Linked DNA regions of Hordeum vulgare: region 2 is linked to region 1. Evidence: chromatin contacts called from public Hi-C data. All regions are on one chromosome and are shown on one strand. The core of a region is the stretch at or near the end of the contact, and the rest is flanking DNA. Distances in the headings are between cores, read along the strand shown. Region 1 holds the start of LOC123444550 (cytokinin dehydrogenase 5). Region 2 has its middle 42 kb from the start of LOC123440322.

Region 1 (4,222 bases), core at 1,277-3,776:
GCATTGCAAAACCATATTTGGACCGTTGACCGTTTGAAGAAACGTCGATGGTTGAACTATGGACTCTGTCCACTTTGCAAGCGGGAGCAAGAGACGAGCATTTACCTTTTTGTCAAGTGCCACTTCACTATTCGGCTCTGGCGGTTGGTTATTCAAAAGTTTGGGCTAGCGCACATGGACACTACTCACTCGCACCATGAAGAATCCGTCCTAGAATGATGGGATAACTACACACCCTCTCGCATAAGTGTCTTTTTTAATATATGACCTATCGGGTTTCAATGACATTGACACAAGTGCATGTTTATTGTATAGAAATGACATTTTCTCACTTTTCTTTGTATTTTGTATTCATCTTTTTAACACAAGTGCCTTTTCATTGTGTAGAAATGACTTTTCTCATTTCTCTCATCATTTTTGCTTGCCATTTTTTAGCATAATTGTCAATTTACTTGCTTAACTGGTCCAAAGTCACGATATATTCGCTATAGAATTATTTTTCATAGTCTAAAATAATTTATTAAAATAATTAGTGATAAAAATTTGGACCGTGTGTAGCTATCATCATGGATAGCAAATTGTTTCCAAAAGAACTAACATGTCAAATCCCTATAGAAAGGCTATGGCCTCCCTAACCATGCTCGTCTCCTAGACAATCTGGAATAAAAAAAACGCACGGATGTTCCAACACAAGAGCATGCCACCACGAGTCCTCAAAAACGTTGTCGACGAGTCTAATCTTTGGATGACTGCGGATGCTAAGAAATTAAGATTTATAGTCGATCGCGAATGATTGTCATGCCACAATTATTGTAGCAGCTGTAAAACTCTATTGTCTATTTACTTATACCAAGTACAATAAGATACAGTTAGCAGGCTGTAAGGATTAAAATACTATATTTCTGCTGAGTTGGATGAGAGAGAAGATGAGAGAGAAGGGAAGCGGGCTCTTCATGAAGAGCCAGCTCTAGCACGTGCTCCTAGGTGCTTTGTGAGAATGAAACGTGGGCCATATATGATAAAAGTAGTACTTTTTATAGCTAACTATTGTACAAGCTAGCTATAAGGTGGGCTATAAGACTGCTTATAGCCAGCAGTTGGCTATACTATTAATGAATGAAAATGCTTATAGCCAGCTGTAAAACTCTATTCGCTATTTACTTAATGAATGAGGTAAATCTTTTACCTTCGTTTAGAAAAAAAAGGGTCCTGGGTTGGAGTTGGCCTTACGCATGTCCTCGTGGGTCGTCGACGTTCCACGGACTGGGGGCTAGTATGAATAGGACGGCGGGACTAGACTACCACGGCGTTTTGCTCCTCGCCTCGATCCAAAAGCGACGAAAACCTGTCCTCGCGCTCTGGGAAACCCATGGCCGCCGAATTTCGTGGCGGATACGGAGCAGAAAGCAAAAGGAAATCAGCGTATCTTCGCGCGATCCTGCGCAATCAGTCACGTGGGAGAGCGCGCGTCGACGCTTTAACCATTTTCGTTTTATTTTTCTGCCGTAGGGCACTACTGCCTAGCTGGCTAGGCAGCCTACGCAGCGGACCCAAAGGCAAACCCAGCGTGGAAGAACAGTAGTACCGTACCCGAGGTGTGCATATACGCCTTTGATCTCACAGCCAACACTGGCACCGATATCTAGAGGACATCTGTTCGCCACAGCACCACGAGCACGCTTTCCCGCGCGCGTTTTAATATCTGAAGATTTGGGCAGCACGTACTTTGGTAAATGCCGGATCAGAAAGCTGGTGTGGTGTACTTTAGGCGGGGTGTAGTGTTGATTGGGAATTTGGAATGGTGCTGGTGTAGATTCTCGCCATCTGCTGTGCTGCATGCATATGCGTCGAGCGGCGATCGATGAGATTGAGAGTGCACCCTCAAAAGTCGGCCAAGATACGGAAGGAAGGGGATCGTCTTTCTTTTGGTTCGGTGTTGATCCTCTCCTCCCTCCATCTGCACCCCCAAAGCTTCCACAGATTGGCCCTGCTTCTTCCAGCTACGCGGTGCTAGTAGTAGTAGCTGCTGCTTTTAAGAATTCCACTCCAAAGCTCACCGCGCACATGGCACGCACGCAGGATGAAATCCGGGCCACTTTTCCCCGTGGCAGTAGAATTTGGATCAACAAAGCCAGCGAGGAGCAGAGACCAGAGAGGTCTCCGCATTCATTGAGTAGGGCGGCAGTACGTAGTAGAGGAGAGGAGAGGAGAGGAGAGCTGAGTTTGTGCCGCAAATGGCCAGCTGAGGAGCTGAAATTCGATGAATCTTTGGGCGGCCACACGATCCACTAATTCTGACAGGGAAATTAAGAGGCGGGCGGGCGGGCGGCCGGCGAGTGCATGAGTCGTGTGACGCGCCTCCGGATTAGTTTTACTAGTTTATTCTTGGGCGGCCCCAGCGGTGGTGCTCTGTTCCCGCGGCAAGCCATGTTGGAGTCTCTCTCCTATCCTCCTCGGTCTCCTCCATTTCTCACCTTTCTCGCTCCTCCCATCTCACTATAAATACCGCCCCATCCTCACACCCCAACGCCTCACACACACAGACACCTCTCTCTCTCTCTCTCTCCTTCCTTCTTCCTCCCGCCTCCCCTCCATCCTCCGCTAGCTAGAGACAGAGGATACATACAAAGTGTGGCTGGCAATGGCGCGGTGCTTGGTTTTCATGGTGTTCCAGATATACTGCCTCATCTCGACGGTTGGCCTGCCGCTGGAGCCGGCGGAGCTGCTGCAGCTCGGCGGCGACGTGGGCAGCGGCCGCCTCAGCACCGACCCGGCCGACGTCCTGGAGGCGTCCCGCGACTTCGGCGGGTTCACCCGGGGCGAGCCCTTGGCGGTGTACCACCCGAGCGGGGCCGGCGACGTCGCGGCGCTGGTCCGGGCGGCGTACGGGTCGGCCCGCGACATCCGCGTGTCGGCGCGCGGCCACGGGCATTCCATCAGCGGGCAGGCGCAGGTGCCCGGCGGCGTGGTCGTGGCCATGAGCCGCGGGGGCAAGTCGCAGCCGCAGGCGCGCGCATTGCCGGTGTACTCGCCGGAGCTGGGCGGGCACTACGTGGACGTGTGGGGCGGCGAGCTGTGGATCGACGTGCTCAACTGGACGCTGTCGCACGGCGGGCTGGCGCCGCGGTCGTGGACCGACTACCTCTACCTGTCCGTGGGCGGCACCCTCTCCAACGCCGGCATCAGCGGGCAGGCGTTCCACCACGGGCCCCAGATCAGTAATGTCTACGAGCTCGACGTCGTAACCGGTACGTACGACATGCATACATCAGACGAGTTAATCAATAACCAGCCACCGCTTCTCATCCTCGACCTCGGGACGGCATTCTCATCCTCATCGGTGTCTACTGATCTGCTTTGCAGGGAAGGGAGAGGCGGTGACCTGCTCGGAGGCGAAGAACCCGGAGCTCTTCTTCGGCGCGCTGGGCGGGCTGGGGCAGCTGGGGATCATCACCCGCGCTCGCATCGCCCTCGAGCCTGCTCCCCGCAAGGTAGCACCACCACCGCCACCACCCATGCCGGCGCTCTATGCATCCATCGCCCTCACCTCCCCGGTCCATACGCACGCATCAGTTCTTTCTTTATGCCCGTCCGTCACACTCCTGCTCGCCGTTCTTTGTTTAATCCGTTGGTCCGTTAACCCGGTCACCTGCCGCGGCGGTGGTCTCTCCTGCAAGACGAAGGAATATCTCGTGCGCCTTATCTCCCTTTGGACCTCGCTCCCGCGTGACAAGGCGGAGGAGCTCAAGGCCAGCCGTGCAAGTGGCAAGCGCGCCGGGCGCGCGACATCCATTTCTTCCATTGTTAGGTACAGACGGAATTACCGCACGTACGTTAATAATCAACCAACCGATAAAGATACCGATAAGAGGCCCAACCGAACGTGCTTGCTAATTATAGCCGCCCGATCCGTCGATTCCGAGTCACTATTTTTCTCCTTCTTCTTTTCTTCACGAAAGATCCCGGGCCGCTCTTCTCTGTACGACACGTATGCTGATTTCTTTCTTTCAGCGGATGAGATGACACGTATGCTATTTCTTTCAGCGGATGACACGTACGCTAATCAAATGCTTTCGCGTCAACAAACAGTTTTTGTACCAGCACTCAGCAGTCTTTTGGTTGTGTTATTACTTATTAGCGTTAAGGAGAAAAAGTCCACCAGGAAAAAGTCTTGGTCCAAATTAAAATACTAGGCTGTGCGTCTGGTCGATCAGGTGGTCCA
Region 2 (4,901 bases), core at 1,259-3,758, 210 kb before region 1:
GATCAGCATAGTTGAACCGCAAAGGGGCCTCACTCATCCCATAGATTGTCGTACCTCGACACCACGTATTGATCATTGGTCCCAACGTTGTTGCGGAGTGTTCCTAGCCACTATACTAATGTAGATTTCATGTAAACGGATTCGTGCACACCCTACTTGAGGCCTTCTCGAGTCATTTTTTTCTTCTGTTTTCCCTTTAGTTTCTTTGATATTTTACTCCACTTTTTTTATTCTTTCTTACATTTTTGTTTCATTGCCTTTGGTATTTTGCATTTTGTTTTTTCTCCATTTTTCGTTTCGTTTTTTTTTCTTCTCTATTTTTTATTTTTCATGTCTGTTTTTGTTTTCACTCCACATTTTCGTATCTGTCAAAAACTATTTTTTGGTAACTGATTAACATTTTTCAATACAAGTTCAACATTGTTCGAACACTTATTCAACATTTTTCAAATAGTTGTTGCACATTTTGGTACTTATTCAACACTTTTCAAATACTTGTTCAACATTTTAAAGTACACATTCAACATTTTTTAATACTTACTCAACATTTGAAAATATGTGTTCAGTATTTGAATAATTATTCAGCATTTTCAAATGTGTGTTCAACATTTTTTGAATATTCGTTGAGCAATAGCTAACACTTATTTAACATTTTGGCAAACAATTGTTCAAAAGTTTTAATATTATTCAAAACGTTCAAATACTTATTCAAAAAATTACAAATACTTATTCAACAATTTTTAAATAGTTTTCATCATTTTTCATATTTATTTTTGAAAAGTATTTTTTAGTACATACATCTGCAATAGTTTAAAGTATAAAAATGTAAAAAAGAAAGTAAAAACAAGAACGGAAAAGGGAAAAAAGAAGGACTCCCGCGCGGTTGGGCTCCCACCAACGCGCGGCCCCTGTGCTCATTTTTGCGAGACATAGGGCGGGAATACCCAATTTACTGCTCAATGCATCAAATTGTCGAACTTTCGCACAAGTGAACAACCGAGCAGCGACTCAATAGATCGATCCGTTTAAACTTCCAACGCCCCCGGTTTTGGGAACCCGATTTCCATATGGTTTTTTATAGTTTTCGAAAAATCTAGAATATTTTCCGAACTGTTTTTTTTAAATCTCTCCTGTTTGTATTATTTTTTATTTACATTTATTTCTATTTTTATATATTTTAATTTTGTCAAGTTTATTTTTTAACAAATGTTCACAGTTTCAAAATTTATTCATTTTTTAACAATATTCAAAAATTGTTCACAATTTGAAAAATATTTAAAATTTGTTCACAATTTTAAAAATATTCATGGTTTCAGAACTTTTTCACAATTCAAAAAAATCTTCGCGGTCTCAAAATTTGCTCACAATTTTATTATTTTTCAGGAATTGGAAATTTTTTATGTTTCAAAATTTGTTCACAATTCAAAAAATCTTCGCGGTTTCAAAATTTATTCACAATTCAAAAATTGTTAATAATTTTATTATTTTGTATGAATTTGAAATTTTTTCATGTTTAAATTGTTGGTCACAATTCGCAAAATGTTAGCAATTTGATAATTTGATTCACGAATTGAAATTTCGTTTATGTTTTTAAAATTTGTCCATAATTCGAAAAGTGTTCACGGTTTCAGTATTTCTTCACATATTTGAAAAATGTTCACAATTTGATAATTTTTTTAGGAATTTGAAATTTCTTCATGTTTCATAATTCCTTCAGAATACGAAATATGTTTACGGTTTCAAAATTTGTTCTCAATTCAAAAAATGTCACAATTTTATAATTGTTTTCAGGAATTTTTAATATACTCATGTTTCAAAATTAGTTCACAATTCAAAAAGTGTTTACGGTTTCAAAAAAATCACAATTTTATAATTTTGTTCATGTTTCAAAATTTGTTTACATTTCAAAAAATGTTCACGGTTTCAAATGTTTTTCAAAAGTCGAAAAATATATTCATAATTTTATAATTTTGTTCACAAATTTCAAATTTGTTCATATTTCCAAATTTGTTCTTAATTCAAAAAACGTTCGCGGTTTCTATTTTATTTTCAGATTCAAAAAATCTTTGAAGAATTTCTTAAATTATTCACGTTTTCCAAAAAAGCCTATTGATTAAAAGTGTTTCTGTTTTTAAGAAATTTGTTCACAAATTTGGAATTTTGTTCATAAATTCCAAAAACACGAATATTGTTCTTATGGACCAGGCTGCTAGTGGATTTGCAAATTCCTAGGTGTTATTGTGGATATTTTTTAGGGTTTTTTCTACACGTTTAGATTTTATTGCTTTTGTTGGTTTCTTTAATAGCCGTGTTGCATACTTACACCATGAGCTTATCGGACAGAGTGGCTAGTACTGCGCACGCATCACCTCAATGTTTTGGGTTTGAATCCCAGCCTTAGCGCTCATATTTTTCGCATTTTTCCACTTTACGAGATGGGTCGGCCCAGCTGAGTTGCACCCTGTGCGTGCGAGTGAAAACCTACCCGACGGCAGGTAGGAGCTCCCATAAGAGGGAGCTCCTATGCGATACATTCTGCGTCCAACTGCCGAGGAAACGCACAGGGCGAGTCAGACCAGGGCCGCCCTAGTAGCGAGTTACAGGTAGCGACAGATGGAAAATACAGTAAAAAAAAGAAATACAAAGGAGCAAATGGTATTGTAGCTACTACATTTTGTAAAAGACGAACCTTTTTAAAATTTCGACTTCATTTAAAAATTATTTTTTTTATGAAAACATAATGGTTTTTTCAAATATAAGAAGCTTTTTTAGAAAAACAATTGAACACTTTTTAACTTCTACAGACATTTTTTCGAACTCATTAATATTTTTTGAAAATAGGAAACATTGTTTTGAAAGGGTGAACATTTTTCAGAAGTACGAACATTTGTAGACATTTTCCCAATTTATGGAATATTTTTCAAATCCCGGAACAAATTTTCAAATTCCGAAACATTTTTTTTAAATCCGAAAAACTTTTATAAAATTTTTAAAACATTGTTTCAAAATCTGGAACATTTTCTAAAAATTTCAGCACATTTTTGGAAATTCTGGAACATTTATATAAAAATATGAAACATTTTTATAAAAATTCTGGAACATTTTTCCATATTCTGGAATATTTTATAAATCTGGGCACATTTTCTGAAATTCAAGAATGTTTTTTTCAACTTCTGGAACATTTTTCAAATTCTGGACTATTTTTTCATATTCCGGAACAATTTTCAAATTCCAGAATATTTTTTGAAAATCCAGATTTTTTTGAAATAGAAACAGAAAAAAAGAAGCAAACAATAAAGAAAAAATAATACAAAAAAAGGAAAAACTGTTCTAGAAAGTTACGAAAACCGAAAAACCCGGCTAGAAACCTCTAGAAGGTTTCAAAACCGGGATCGGTAAAAGTGCTAATGTGCCTGCCCAAACCCAGTCGCTCGATTGCAGCTCCTGTGCGTTTCCCCGCCTATTTGAGGCAAAGAGCGTCAAATAAGGTTTCCCTCATAGGAGTCAGACCCTATTTACCACCACAGGCCCAGGTTTTAGTTTTTTTTTTTTTGCAAACCGGCGCCTAGAGCGCAGCCCCTCTTTTGCAAACGGGGCGGCTGAACAATCTGCCTTTTTCTTTTTGTTTAAAAATAGAAAAAAATAAGATGTGGCCGCTAGAGATCAAACCAAGGACCTGCTCACTTGTCAATGAGAGTTCCAACTGCAATAACCAAATGGACAATTCACAATTACTGAAAAATTACTTCCATCCTAGTATATCTATGTATAATGCCCTTTATTTTTTTTATTGTTTTACTATTTCAAATTCTGTTAACTTTTTCCAAATCCATTGAAAATTCTTTAAAAAATATGATGGACATTTTTCAAATTCGATGAACTTGTTGTCAAAATCCAAGATATTTTAAAAATTGATTACCTTTTTTGAAATTTTGTGAACTTTTAGTCAAAATCCATGAACTTTTTTGAAAAAAATTGATGAACATTTTTAAAATTCGATGAACTTTTTGTGAAAATCCGTGAAGTTTTTTTTAAATCCGATAAAATATTTTAAAATGGATGAACTATTTTTCAAAATCGATGAACCCTTTTTCAAATCCAATGAACTTGTTTCAAGTTTGATTAATTTTTTTCATATCCTATGAACTTTTTTGACACCAATGATCTTTTTTCAAATCCAATGAAACTCGGTGAACTTGTTTCAAAATTCCATGAATTCTTTTAATAATTTGGTGATTTTTTTTGAAAAATTGATGAACTTTTTTAAAAAAATCGTGAACTTTTCTTGAAAATCCGTAAAATAAATTAATTCACAAACATTTTTGTTTTTTGCAATTTCTTTGACTAACTTTGATAGTAGGGAAAGTTTTTTGTAAATAATTTTAATTCTATTCTACATGGTTTTCGGTCATTCAAATAAAATGTCCTTCCAAACAAACACGTTGTACTGTTAAAAGGTAAAATATGCTATAAATCTGTCAATCCAGAGAAGATATTATCTTTCCATCATATAGTGTCAATAAAAAGCTTAAGTCAAATCTGTTGAACTCAATTTCTTCATATTATCAAGTAGATGAGTTTCATGGTTTTTAATTCTCACGGCCATTCCAGGCAATAGAATGCCTCACTACTCACATTCAGGGTCATTTCGCACGAAAAAACCATATTCAAGTAGACATTGAATGAACGAGCGAACGAAACTATCAAAGAGATGAAGGAATCAGTCGAAACAGTCGGCAAACGAAGGAACGACCAAAATAGTCAAAGGAAGTAAATGGGCAATATCGAAAACAGCCCAAAGAACAACTCTGCACGCGCCACTTTCCCTAACCAGCGTAGAAGGCGCTGACTAGGACCTCCCCCCATATGGGGGAGCTCCTACCTTCTGTTACCTTTTTCCT

What was found. A called contact is a pair of places that touch in the nucleus more often than the background predicts.
Region 2: a contact with region 1 is called in a Hi-C map of leaf, with 4 times the contacts expected there. The contact joins the enhancer-like site here to the promoter of LOC123444550 in region 1. A contact is called at or near these places in 4 of 6 Hi-C or Micro-C datasets (leaf and seedling).

What each region holds. Positions count from the first base shown.
Region 1 is chr3H:507,799,159-507,803,380 of MorexV3_pseudomolecules_assembly, reverse strand. LOC123444550 (cytokinin dehydrogenase 5) reads left to right here and starts at 2,526. Exons shown (of 5, transcript XM_045121314.1): 1 at 2,526-3,248; 2 at 3,364-3,491. The coding sequence starts at 2,642.
Region 2 is chr3H:508,005,593-508,010,493 of MorexV3_pseudomolecules_assembly, reverse strand. No RefSeq gene overlaps it. Among protein-coding and RNA genes, the nearest start is that of LOC123440322, 42 kb to the left of the region's middle. Within about 2 kb of position 2,508, at least 3 of the 3 cell types and tissues checked have open chromatin away from gene starts, as enhancers often do. A contact at or near this core is called in leaf and seedling, where this site is marked.